Regions from separate parts of the Gossypium hirsutum genome. Here all the other regions are linked to region 1. A link is a contact called in public Hi-C data. All regions are on one chromosome and are shown on one strand. Each heading gives the region's core, a stretch centred on a gene start, on an enhancer-like site or on the middle of the called end of the contact. The rest is flanking DNA. Distances are from core to core; before and after follow the strand shown. Region 1 holds the start of LOC107903760 (mitochondrial import inner membrane translocase subunit PAM16 like 2). Region 2 holds the start of LOC107896970 (protein CMSS1). Region 3 holds the start of LOC121208480 (importin beta-like SAD2).

Region 1 (3,808 bases), core at 22-2,521:
AGCATTAAACCTATTTAAAACCTAATGTAACTAGATTCAATTGGGAATTGAGATCCATTTGGATTCTTAAAAATAAAATGAATATAGAGTCCAAAACTAAGGAAGCTGATGCCTATGACAAACTATAGCAAACAAAAACAGTTACACCCTATAACATCAAAATTAAGAAAGGAAAGATAGATAGAGACACTGAAGCAAGAATTGACATACACAACAAGCAAAATCACTCAAGTTTGGGGTTTTAAGAGCACTAAAAACTAAGCTCCAACCTTAGTAGATCTAAGAGAGCAAAAGAAACACTCGTATTACAAAAGCTATTTGGCCTCAGCTTGAAAAAACTTGATTTCAGCTTGACCAAATCTCGAGCTAGTGAAAGAGCTGAATTTGAGTATTTGACTCAAGTAGTTTAAGAGCTTAATCGAGCCTTTTCTTTTTAATTACTATTAAATGTTTCAATTCAAATCCAAACTTGAGTATAGAAACTGAGTTTATATTTTACTTTAATTGAGTAAGCTCATCCAGTTCGACTATTATCTCAAATTGCTTCAGTTATAAAAGCAAAATTCAATCAAACTCAAGTTGAGCTTCAAGCCTTGCATTTCAGCTCGAGTTTTGAATGATTTGAGCTCGACTACACACTGTAAACTGGCCTACTCTTTCGAATTATATCACTCGCTTCCAAAATCAAAAACCGAAATTCATACTGATACTAAAAAAGAGCAAAAAGTTGAACCAGATCATTTTAACTTGAAACAAGATTATGTCCAAGACAATAACATCCATAACTTCTGTAGCAGATTATCAGGAAATTACTAACCAAGTTATTGATGAATCATGAATCTCAATTACCTAAAAGTTTACAAGCAAACTAAAAACATCCAAACAAACATTCAGAAAGAGCATTTTTAACATTCTGTTCCATTATAATTGTCTGTATTTAACAATAATTCATCGAAATGAAATACAAAAAGAGAAGAAAAATCATACAACTGATTCATTAGATCAAATATTAGAGAAGGGTAATAGAGAAACGTACCATAATGGATCGAAATTCGAGCTAATCAATGATTTATATGAGAAAGGTTCTTTTTACCCCGAAGAAAAAGGGGAAAACAAAATTGATTTCTGTCGGAAGAAAATTTAGAAAAAAGGGATAAACGGAGAAGGAAAATTCGAGAAAGCGAAGCAGTCTTTTTCGGGGGTCTTTTTTTTTTAATGAAAGTTTATGCGACTTCCATACCTTTTACGGAGCCTGGAATTGTTAGATTCTTTCCTCTTTTTTTTTTAATGATTATTTATGTAAGAAACCCAAATTGTTTTTGGGCTAAATTGCATTAATCGATGAGTGATAAAGCCCAAATCTTTTGGATTTAGAATCCAACAACGAAATTCTGCTAAACAAATTCAAAATGTTTTAGAAAGAAGGGTAAAGTACAAAAATAATTATTAAACTATTGATTTTCTTCTATTTTAATTATTTTATTATTAATTTAGTCATTAAATTTTTTGAAATTAAATATTTTACTCACTCACCCTTAATCGTAGTTAGATAAGTGATGGGGGAGTTGATGTGGGTTATTTTATTAGTTTAATAATAAATTTAACACTATAAAAATTTAAGCATCACATATTTTCCAATAATTTTATCAATTGGATGTTAAATATATATATATAAAAAAATCAACAAATTTATTCAACAATATTTTAAAAAAGATCAATAAATTTAGCATTTTTACTCTGAACAACCCACCTTCTTGCTCTTCTGGATTGTTATTGTGTAGCTGTCTTCACCACAAGGTACGAATATTACTCCGTAGCTCACTTCCCATGTCAGAAAGCATGCATGCATTCCATAGCTTTCTCAAACTTAACTAATATATGTTAAAGTACTAATAAATGTAAGGATTAACTAATAATTCTGTCATAGGTTAGCACCCAAAAGGTCAAGCTGAGAGTGTCGAAGATGGAAAGTAATGTCGGCTCGAGTATGCATTCTTTCACCTTGCAACACAAAGAAGTTGCCCATTTGACTGTAAAGTGTAACCAGTAGAAAAGATTACAATTTACAGCCTGCGTAACTGTGCAAAGTCTCCACGGATTTACTCGGCCCGTAAGAGACGTTTTGATTTCCACTGCCGTCTTTTCAAACAAACTGAGATTGTAGCTATGGCCTGCATCCAAGGAATTAATTTAGTATTTGATGAAAAAAAAATTATGATGTATAAAAGTATGATTTATGTTTACTCTTAACTGAGTTAAAAAGTATACCAAATTTTGAAATGAAGATGTAATTGTGATTAATAAATTTAACAAAATTAAAAATAAAATGTCAAAATTGAAGTTTATAATTTAATTTTAAAATGTTTTAAATAAAAATTTAGGGGAAAATGTAATTATATAGTGATTTGGTAACGAGTTTTTAATTATTATATTAAATAAAATAATATTTTTATATATCAAAGTTTTTTATGAAATTAGTTTAGTAATTTGCTTTTCTAAAAATTGAACTTAAAAGATAAATTTTGTAAACATTAGAGGTTAAATTTGTTGATTTTTTTAATATTTAGGATCAAATTAATAGAATGTGTAAATATTAAAGGGTTAAATTTATTATTAAACCAATAAAAAAAATCACGCCATTTTTTCGTCAATCATCTAATGACAACTAGCGGGAGAGTGACTAAGATATTTAATTTCAAAAAGTTTAGTGATGAAATCGAAAAAATTAATAGTTAAGTGACCAAAAGAGAACAAAGTCAATAGTTTAGACACCATTTTTGTATTTTACCCAAGAAAGTAAAGAAACAAGGAATTGGAGGAGATTATGAGAGAAATAAGTATTTTATTTATCATTATGAATATTTATAGTGCTTCTCCAAATTTTATATTTATAGGCATAAGAAATATAAATGAAATAAAATTTTACTCCTAATGGACATCGGAGTCCTAAAGTATATTAAATTTCTTATTTTAATGGATATCCACTTTATAATAATAAAATATTTATGACACTCTCCATTGGATGTCTATCAAAAGATAATATGTCACATTAAAATCTTATTAAGATAAAAACCTTGTGAAAAAAATTCTTAGTGAAGGAAAAAGAAAATATATATTTATAACACGCATAACATATTGCCTCATTAAAAACCTTATTCGAAAAATCTAGTGGGGCAAAACCTCAATTATGTATTTATTCCCCTTCATGATAACATCATATAGTATCTTAGATTCTACGTATTTCATTCTTGAATACTAGTTTTTCAAATGATCACTTGAGTATATTTGTTAAATGTTCATATCATTATTTTTCTAAAAGTACTCATGAGCAAAAACAAAATTTATGAAAATATATTTTGATCTCTTCAGGAAGTTCAACAATAATTATAGCAAACTTTGATCATGATCATTTTATAAAAAAAATACATATGTTCAAAAAATTCTAGTTCATATAAAAATTTACTCAAGTGTATTGAACAATTTCTTTGGAATTTTTATTTGCTTCTAGTGTTCTAAATCTTTTAAGGATTTTAACATAAAAACTTCACTACATAATGATTCGTATAAAATGCTATAATAACAACAATTAGAAGCATATCAAATTCTCATGAATTGTTAGACTAATAAGATATTTAAAGATTATTACATCCACATAAAAATATTATATTTTTTCATAACCAATGCCAGAACATATTGAAAATTTTCATTTTGCTTATTTCTTTATCAGAAAACTACTCATTTGTACCATTCTGGCTTTGTACCTTTAGATGTTTGGACTACTAGTCCAAAAACTTCATGATTCGAAAGT
Region 2 (4,212 bases), core at 971-3,470, 540 kb after region 1:
AAGTCTCAGATACAGAATAATAAATTACAAAAATTGCGTCTTTGATCACTTTTTGACACCAACTGGCACATTTGTGAAAGCAAAATCTCAAATGGTTTACTTAAGAACTGATTCCTTTTGAAGACCAGAACATTGATGATAAACCCAGAACACTACTTCTATGCAGCAAAGCTAGAGATGTGTACGTGAAAACTTTATCACCCCAATAGAGGGACCTTTCATCAAAAAACAATTTCAGGATCCTTTGTGTTTATTATTGGAATTAACCCACAAACAAAACTACTATTACTACTAAAATAGTGAAGGGCCCTTCCCACCCCACATCATCACACACACTCCAAACACACAGACTCCAAAATCAAGTAGTCAAATAACAGGCTAAGACAGATTTTACTAACTAAACATAAAAACTTCAAAAAATCAAAGAAAGTTGGGATAAAAACTGCAGATTGATATTAAGCTACACCCTCTAACAATCAATTGCCCAACATTGAAATCCTACTGGCTCTTGGTAATTGCCTTTGATACTTGAGAACAGTAGACGACTGCAACCATATAACCAATGCTATTGTTGAGAGCTAGGCCATATTATCAGGACACAGTTACGCGTGAATATTACTCCCATATCCGTATAATATCATGTCAAAACAGGAACTTCAGCCAAAAGTGCGAAGTATATGCAATGAAGATTAATTAAAAGCTTCTTATGTCTTCAAGCTTTTTGAACGTTTTTAAGTAAAGTTTAGGTGTTTAAATCTTGAATCTCATGTTCTAGGCATATGCATGTAAATTATTTTTTCCTCTAATTTCAACTCTATTTTAGTTTGAAAATCAACCTTAAATCAAACCTTTCTGAAGTAATCTATCTGATAGAACAACTCTAGTCTCTAAATCAAGTTATATATAATGTATTTGTTGAAGTTACTCTTCTATAAATAACTATCCAGCCCATCAATTGTCAAAAGAACGAACATTTAAGTAGCACCATCACAAAAAGTACAAACCTCTCAACACCATGGATTCCAACTCATAAAGAGTAATAGTAAATAACAATTAGCATGTAGCATTCAAAATTAGTGGCTTAGAGCAATAATAAACTACCTGTTCATCAATCTTCATGTGCTTTGAAAACAGCTTTACAGCATGGCATTCTTTAGTCAATGTGCGCATGCCCCTAGAGGAACAGAACAAAATTTTCAGTCCCTTTTTAGCCAGAATAAAAAATAAATCAAAATTTAAAATATTTTCACAAACATGCACTCCTACTGTCCTACAACAGGGGAATCAAAAAACTCCTAAGTTCTGGTTAATTTACTCTTCTTTTCACTTCTCCCCACTTTGCTATCTAAATGAAAAAAACTATTATTCTTTTCTCTCCAACCCTCCACTCCAAATAAATATTCATCAATATCTATATCAAACATAACTATGATTTTACCTTTTCTTTTTTTCATTTTCATAAACGAATGAAAATTATGTAACAAGGAAACCGAGGCTAACGAACCTTAAAAGTTCAATAGATCGTAAAGCTGAAGGAGCAACAACAAGAACAGCAGGACTTCCTGCTTCAATTTTCCCTTCAATGTGCTTCCCTTCACAAAGCTCTTCTTTCCATTTGGCACCAAAAGCTTCCTTTATATGTTTTTCTAGCTTCATTACATCTTGACCCAACTCTTGAGAGACATCCAAAAAACAACTATCTACACAATATTGTAAGAACAAAGAAGAAGAAGAAATTCAAACCCCCTTTTCAAGTTTTTAATAATCTCCGATTAATAACTTCAATATTACCTTTAATTGATTCCAATTCGAGAGAAGAGAGTTGGACACCATTGGCGGACTCAAACTGGCTAAGAAAATAACGAAGCTGCTGCGACGGAGATGCCGGCTGCGACGGTTGGTTGTTCTTGTTGTTGCCAGTAACAGAGGTAGTTTTGGTTTTGATTTGGCGGTTGGCTGTGTTCTTGGTGTTTGTCTTCTTCTTGAACTTGGATTGGGATTTGGGATTGTTAGGGCCGAAGGGTTTAGGGGTTCGGCCAGGTTTCTGAGTTTTCTCCGGTTTCCCACTCCCCATTGCTTTACTGCGCTTTTTTCTTTTTTCCTGACCAAACTGCGGCTTTTCTTCACTCACTAATGCTTATAGCTTAAGCTAGGTTTTTAAACGTAAACTGGCCAACACTATTTAGACTCGTTCAGTGAAGCTGCTGATCTGCCTTGGACAAAATTGTTTTCAGTTGCAATTAGTCTTAATTTACTATTTCACTTTTAAAGTATACTCCTTTTCCATTTTGGTATTTAAAATACTTTTTTTCCTAATTTAGCATTAAAAATATACTAATTTTTTAATTTATATCTAAAATATGTTAAAAAAATATTCTTATAACCAATCATAAAATGTAACGTGACTTCTTTATATAAAAAATAAATATTTTTATTAAAAATATATACATATTAAAATATATAAAAATAGAAATAAATATATAAAAATTCATAAAAATGCATAGAAAAAAACAAATAATTTTTTTTATAAAATTTTAAAATATATAATCATCAAATTAAAAAGATATTTCAATTTCAATTTTTTTAATTACTTGAAATTTAAATACCTTTTAATTTTTTATAATTTTTTTCAATTTTTATATATTATTTTGACTTTTTAAAATTTATAATTTTATACTTAGAATTTCATACAAAATATTTAAACTTTTTTTAAAAAAATTACATAATTTTTACATATTTAATCACTATAATATATAATACTAAAAAATATTTAAAAAGGATATGTGGTGTGTTTTAATAGCACCATGTGGTCAGTCAACACTCAGTCAACAAATGATCAATGTCAAAAGTGTTTTTTTATATTTAAATATTTAATATTATAATTTTTTAAATTTTAAATTTAAATTTAATCTTTTTATTTTAAATAACTTAATTGTCGCGTGGTATTTTTTATTGGGTTAAAACATGTCGCGTGACGCTTTTTCATTGGCCAAAGTTGCATGTAAGGGCGTAGCCAAGGGGCTAGCAGGGGCCCTACCCCCTAAAATGAAAAATTTTTTTATTTAGACTCCTTTAAAGTTTTTAAATTTTAAATTAGTAGAGGTAAAATTACACTTTGGCCCCCTAAAATAATAAAAATTTAATTTGATCCTTTAAAAATTATAATGATATAGATATTAAAATAGTGAAATTGTATTTTTATTATCGTAAAAATATACAATTTAATTTTAACCATTTTAAAAAAATTTCTAGCTTTGCCCCTGGTTGTCTAACAACTTTTTCAATGTCCGTTACAAAATGGACCAAAAATAAAGGAAATTGATACTTTATGTAACGATCCGAATTCCAATGGTGTCGAAAAATGCAACTTCAAAACCCCATTTCTATAAACCGAGTTCATAAATATAAAATAGGAATTTTACGAAGTTAAAATATAATTATATTAAAGTTCAGTTAAGTAATTTAGCCGAAAATGTAGTTAATTAAAGCTCAAGGACTAAATTATAAAAGTCCAACCGCTATTGAGTTTAATTAAGAAAAGGCTTGGAGATCTAGATAATAATTATCCAAAAGGCTAAAGTGGTTATTTAACCATTATTAATCTTGAGATAGTGGATGATGATGATAATTACCATTAAGTTTAAACTAATAGTAGTTGAAATATATTAAACTATGATTAAACTAAACAATTAAGATTAGTTATAACTTAATTTAAGTATATAAGTTAAAGTTAGTGGATAAAAAAATGAAACCATCATCTTCTTTCGCAAGAGCACCGCCACCATTAGAAAAAAAAGAAGAAAAGAAAACTTTAGCTTCAAACATTCGACCAACCAAAATTCATAAGGTAACCAAGCCCTTTTTCATGTGATTTTTACAGATTTATGATCATGAGAGTTTGATTTAGCTAGCTCATCTATTAAATTTTAAATTTTTGATTTTTTAGCAAGTTGTCATTGTTGAGGAATTGATGAATTAGGTTTGAAATTGATAGAAATTAAGCTTAGATCATGATAAGGACTAAATTATAAATTTAAATAAGCTTGGTTGTTAACTTTGTAACATTAGGGGTGAAATTGAATAAATTGAAAACCTAATATGAAATTATGCTAGGAACAAAAAGTATAGGGTCCCTAATGAAAGAATGTGAAATCAAATTTTGATTCGATATTAAATATCAAAATATATGCATATCCCGTGTATAGGGACTAA
Region 3 (4,168 bases), core at 181-2,680, 870 kb after region 1:
TTGCAAACAAGCTTGATTAGATCTGCTACTTCCACTGATGGTTTGTCAATCTGCACAAGTTTATTAAATATATTGAGAAGATGAGGAAATGTTTCTTCAACAATGTGTTGAACAGGAGTTCTCTCCTCCTCCGACTTGAACCTAGAATAATAAAGAAAATGATGAAATTAGTATTACAAAAAAAAAATTCAATCACCAAATTAAGAGAAACAATTAGTTGTTATTTGTATTAAAACATTATAACACTTTTAAATAGAGAAAGCTGCCTTCTAGCATATATTGCACCCAAGCATTAACGCCATGGAAAAGTGCTAGTTGAATTAAACAAATACTTCAATCACCTTGAGTGAGCAACTTGCATTAAGAAAATTAAGATATGAAAACGACAACAAAGAAACCATGCAGACAAAAAGAGAAAAGTATGGTGCATGCTTACTCATATTTCCTAGCAAGAATCCGCAACACAAACAAAGCCCCATAAACCAGCTGATCTTGTAGGTTATGCTTTACCCAGTCGAGAAGACGCAGCCAATGCTCCGGATAGTCAGCATTGATAATGGTCTTGAGACACTCACCCAATTGCACCCTGCAACAAAGCCAATATGATGAATCTTACAACTTACGCAAGTAATCTGCACGCACTACCAATGAAACAGTAAACAATTCAAAGAACAATAAAAAAAGGGGCCAGCAAAGAATTTTACCTCAACAAAGGAGGAACTTCAGCCACATACACAAGAATATTATCGCGAACCACATCCTTATCACTTGGAGAAATTTTTTGTTGCTCATCTACATTTATTAAAAATAAAAATATATATACGTTCATATTCATAGATATAAACATAAACATCAGAAAAAAAATATACAAAGAAAAAAGTGATTGAAATTTTGAATACTTGGATCATGAGGAGCCCAATTCTTAGCAATGAAGTTCTTAAAATGAATAGAAGCAAATTGTCGAACCGCGATATCGCGATTATTATCAACAATGATCTGCAATAGTCTCACCAGATGCTGAGGCGTATACTGGAACTGAAACCAAACAAAATCCAAAATCCAATAAATCAATCATTTGATCTAAAAACAAATTATCAAAATCAATTAATAACAATTAAAAAAAGAAACCTGATTAAGACTTTGTTCAGCAGCTTTGCGTTCAGCAGGATTGGAACTAAGAGCAGCTTGAAGAACAAGAGTAAGACTTGGAAGATCCATTTTTTTAATCAAAAAATTTTAAAAAGGAAAACAATTCTAAACCCTAGCTGCTCAAATTCAGTACAATGAGATGAGAGACTAGGGTTTAGACTTGAGAGAAAGAGAAGGAAATTGAAAAAAGAATAAAATAATAAGAAGAAGAAGAAAGAGATGGCAGTATGCGGAGGGAGACAGCTAGAGGTTGAGAGAAAGAGAGAAAGAGAGGGGGGGCTATTTAAATAATTAGGGTTTACGGTTTTGTGTTTTTAACTTAAAAAAGCAACACTTTACTTGGTTTTACTTTTACAAGCAGTCAACTTTCTAACGATGTCGTTTTGACGTTTAGCTCCCGAGACCAGAGTCAGCAGCAAGGGAGAAAGCGCCCGCACGTGTATTTCTCGGCGACTGTGTTCAGTTTTCTTGTAAGAAAATGATTATTTATTCGTTAATGGCTTACGCTTGTTTAATAATGCTTTAAAAATATACTTTTATCTTCAAAAGTATTTATTTTTGGAATAAAATTATGTAGATGAAATTTTTAGTTTTCCAGGAGTGTTTTTAAAAAGATAAGTTAAAATTTGTAGTTTTTTATCTTTTAAAAATATTTTTTGTGTTTAATCATTTTTTCACCTTTTTAATAATATAATATTTTTTTCTTTTTTTTAATGTTTAATTATAAATATGTTAAAATTATTAATTAAAAATAAAAATATTTTTTAAAATATTAATTATAAATATTTAATGGTTATATTTAAATATTTAAAATATAGTTTATATATTTTAATTAAATTTTATAAATAATTAACATTTATTGTTTAAAAATATTTGAATTTTATATTTCATATATTAAATTATTAATAATAAATTATAATAATTTTTTATATTCTTACTAAAATATAATAACATAAACTACTTTAAATATTATTTAAATGCATATTTGTTACTTGATAACATGCATAAAATGGATATTTTATTTCTCAAAAATATTTTTTGTAAGCAATGTTAAACAATCAAATTTTAAACTAAATTTTTCAAAATCGCTTTTCAAAAGTACTTTTTCACAGCACTTTTCAAAAGTATTGTTAAACTGGCCCTTAATAGTTAATATATATTGGGTATACTACCAAAATATCACTAAACTATTGCCTTTATTCTATTTTGGTCACTGAACTATTAATTTTTTAATTTTATCACTGTTTTTTAATCAAATATTTCATTCACTTTCCAGTTAGTCGCTAGATAAGTGACGGAAAGTTGATGTCGTCCTTTTTTATTAGTTTAATAACAAATTTAACTCTCTAATATTTTCACATTTTATGATCTTAAATATAAAATATTCAATAAATTTACCCTCAATGTTTACAAAAATTATCAATTTAATTCAAATTCTAAAAATTCAATAAACTTAACCATCAAAACTTACAATATTTTTCAATAAATACAACCTTCAAATTACCATCAACCAAGATTAACCATTTATTAAATTCACATATTTTCAATGTAGGATTTTGTTTTCACACCAAAATTGGATAAACAAACCAATAATGATCGCATCTTTTCTTTTCTTATATTTTTATTTATTTAATCGACACATCACAAAAAATTAAATCATCTAGATTTATTTTATTTAATCTCTCTATAATTTTCCATCATCTAATTAATTGATAATATATATTTATAAATTGTCAATTTATCAAATATAAATCCTAAAAATATAAATGTTCTGGTTTTTTTTTTAGGAAGGATAAATGTTCTGGTTATAAGCAATATCAAGGATATGTTTCTATGTGCAACGTCAAGCACCAGCATCAATTTTTTTCATCTAAATTTGTGAAATGAAATTTTTAAATGACAATTTTTTTAGAGTTAGAATTAAATTTATAGTAATTAAAATTTATCATTTAAAATTTTTTTAATTAGAACTAAATTGATAAATTTTATAAATTTTGAGAGTTAAATTTATAAAAAAATTTATCGAACTAAATTGAAATTTTAGTAAATATTAAGGGCTAAATTTGTTGAATATTTAATATTTAGAATCAAATCGATAAAATGTGTAAACATTGGAGCCCTAAATTTATTATCAGGCCAATAAAAAAACCCACATCAGTTCCCGTCACTAATCTAATGGCAACTAATGAGATTATGAGAGAGTGGCAAGATATTCGATTTCAAAATTTTGATGACTAAATCAAAAAAATTAATTGTTCAGTGACTAAAATAGAACAAAAATAATAGTTCAATGATATTTTTATAGTTTACCCAAATATATAACATTTTATATTGGTATTTGACAATTTTTATTTAACTACACATTTTTTTTAGTTGGTTTTTATTTTATAGAATTTGTATCTAAATTTTATTTTCATTATCTTAATCACCCAAAATCTTACTCTTACAAAAATTCTAATCTAGAATTTAATCATATCATCTATATACCATATATATTACAAGGTTATTAAATTTCAAATGTGCTCACACTATAAACTTTAGCATGTAATTAAGAAAATAAATATATATTTGAAGAAATAGTCCTAAAAGAATAATAAATTGATTATTTTAATGTTTATATGGACTAACTCAATTGATATTAATATTATTATTAAAAAATTAGATATTATCATACAAAAAGTTAAAGTTATGAAAATATTTCATAAAAGGGTTATGAAAGTGTAGTTTTATATTAGAGTAAGTAGATCATTTCTTAAATATAATAATTATAATTATAATCATAATTATCATGTGTTAAGAAAAATTCTAAAAACTTTTCTCTTTTTTTCTTCAAGTTGTTTGCTTCTTATCTTGTGTTTTGCTCAGCGACGCTGATTATCGCCCTTCTTTTTCCTCTCACGTCAACAATTTCTTTCTTCTTCTTCTCATTCACTGCACATGTCTTCTCTCTTTTTAGTTTGCAGATCTATTTTGTGGGTATTTTTATTGTTTTTACAAGTTATGATGGACAGATGATGGT

What was found. Hi-C and Micro-C count contacts between places; a contact is called where the count stands out from the background.
Region 2: a Hi-C map of leaf shows a contact between it and region 1, with 2.5 times the contacts expected there. The contact joins the promoter of LOC107896970 here to the promoter of LOC107903760 in region 1. A contact is called at or near these places in 9 of 34 Hi-C or Micro-C datasets (anther, callus, hypocotyl and 2 more).
Region 3: a Hi-C map of leaf shows a contact between it and region 1, with 2.8 times the contacts expected there. The contact joins the promoter of LOC121208480 here to the promoter of LOC107903760 in region 1. A contact is called at or near these places in 3 of 34 Hi-C or Micro-C datasets (hypocotyl and leaf).

The regions. Positions count from the first base shown.
Region 1 is chrA10:77,104,709-77,108,516 of Gossypium_hirsutum_v2.1, forward strand. LOC107903760 (mitochondrial import inner membrane translocase subunit PAM16 like 2) reads right to left here and starts at 1,272. Exons shown (of 4, transcript XM_016829908.2): 1 at 1,037-1,272. The coding sequence starts at 1,039.
Region 2 is chrA10:77,639,533-77,643,744 of Gossypium_hirsutum_v2.1, forward strand. It overlaps LOC107896970 (protein CMSS1), which reads right to left and starts at 2,221. Exons shown (of 6, transcript XM_016822291.2): 1 at 1,792-2,221; 2 at 1,505-1,700; 3 at 1,102-1,174. The coding sequence starts at 2,074.
Region 3 is chrA10:77,978,428-77,982,595 of Gossypium_hirsutum_v2.1, forward strand. It overlaps LOC121208480 (importin beta-like SAD2), which reads right to left and starts at 1,431. Exons shown (of 22, transcript XM_041079212.1): 1 at 1,129-1,431; 2 at 900-1,035; 3 at 705-792; 4 at 437-586; 5 at 1-141. The coding sequence starts at 1,218.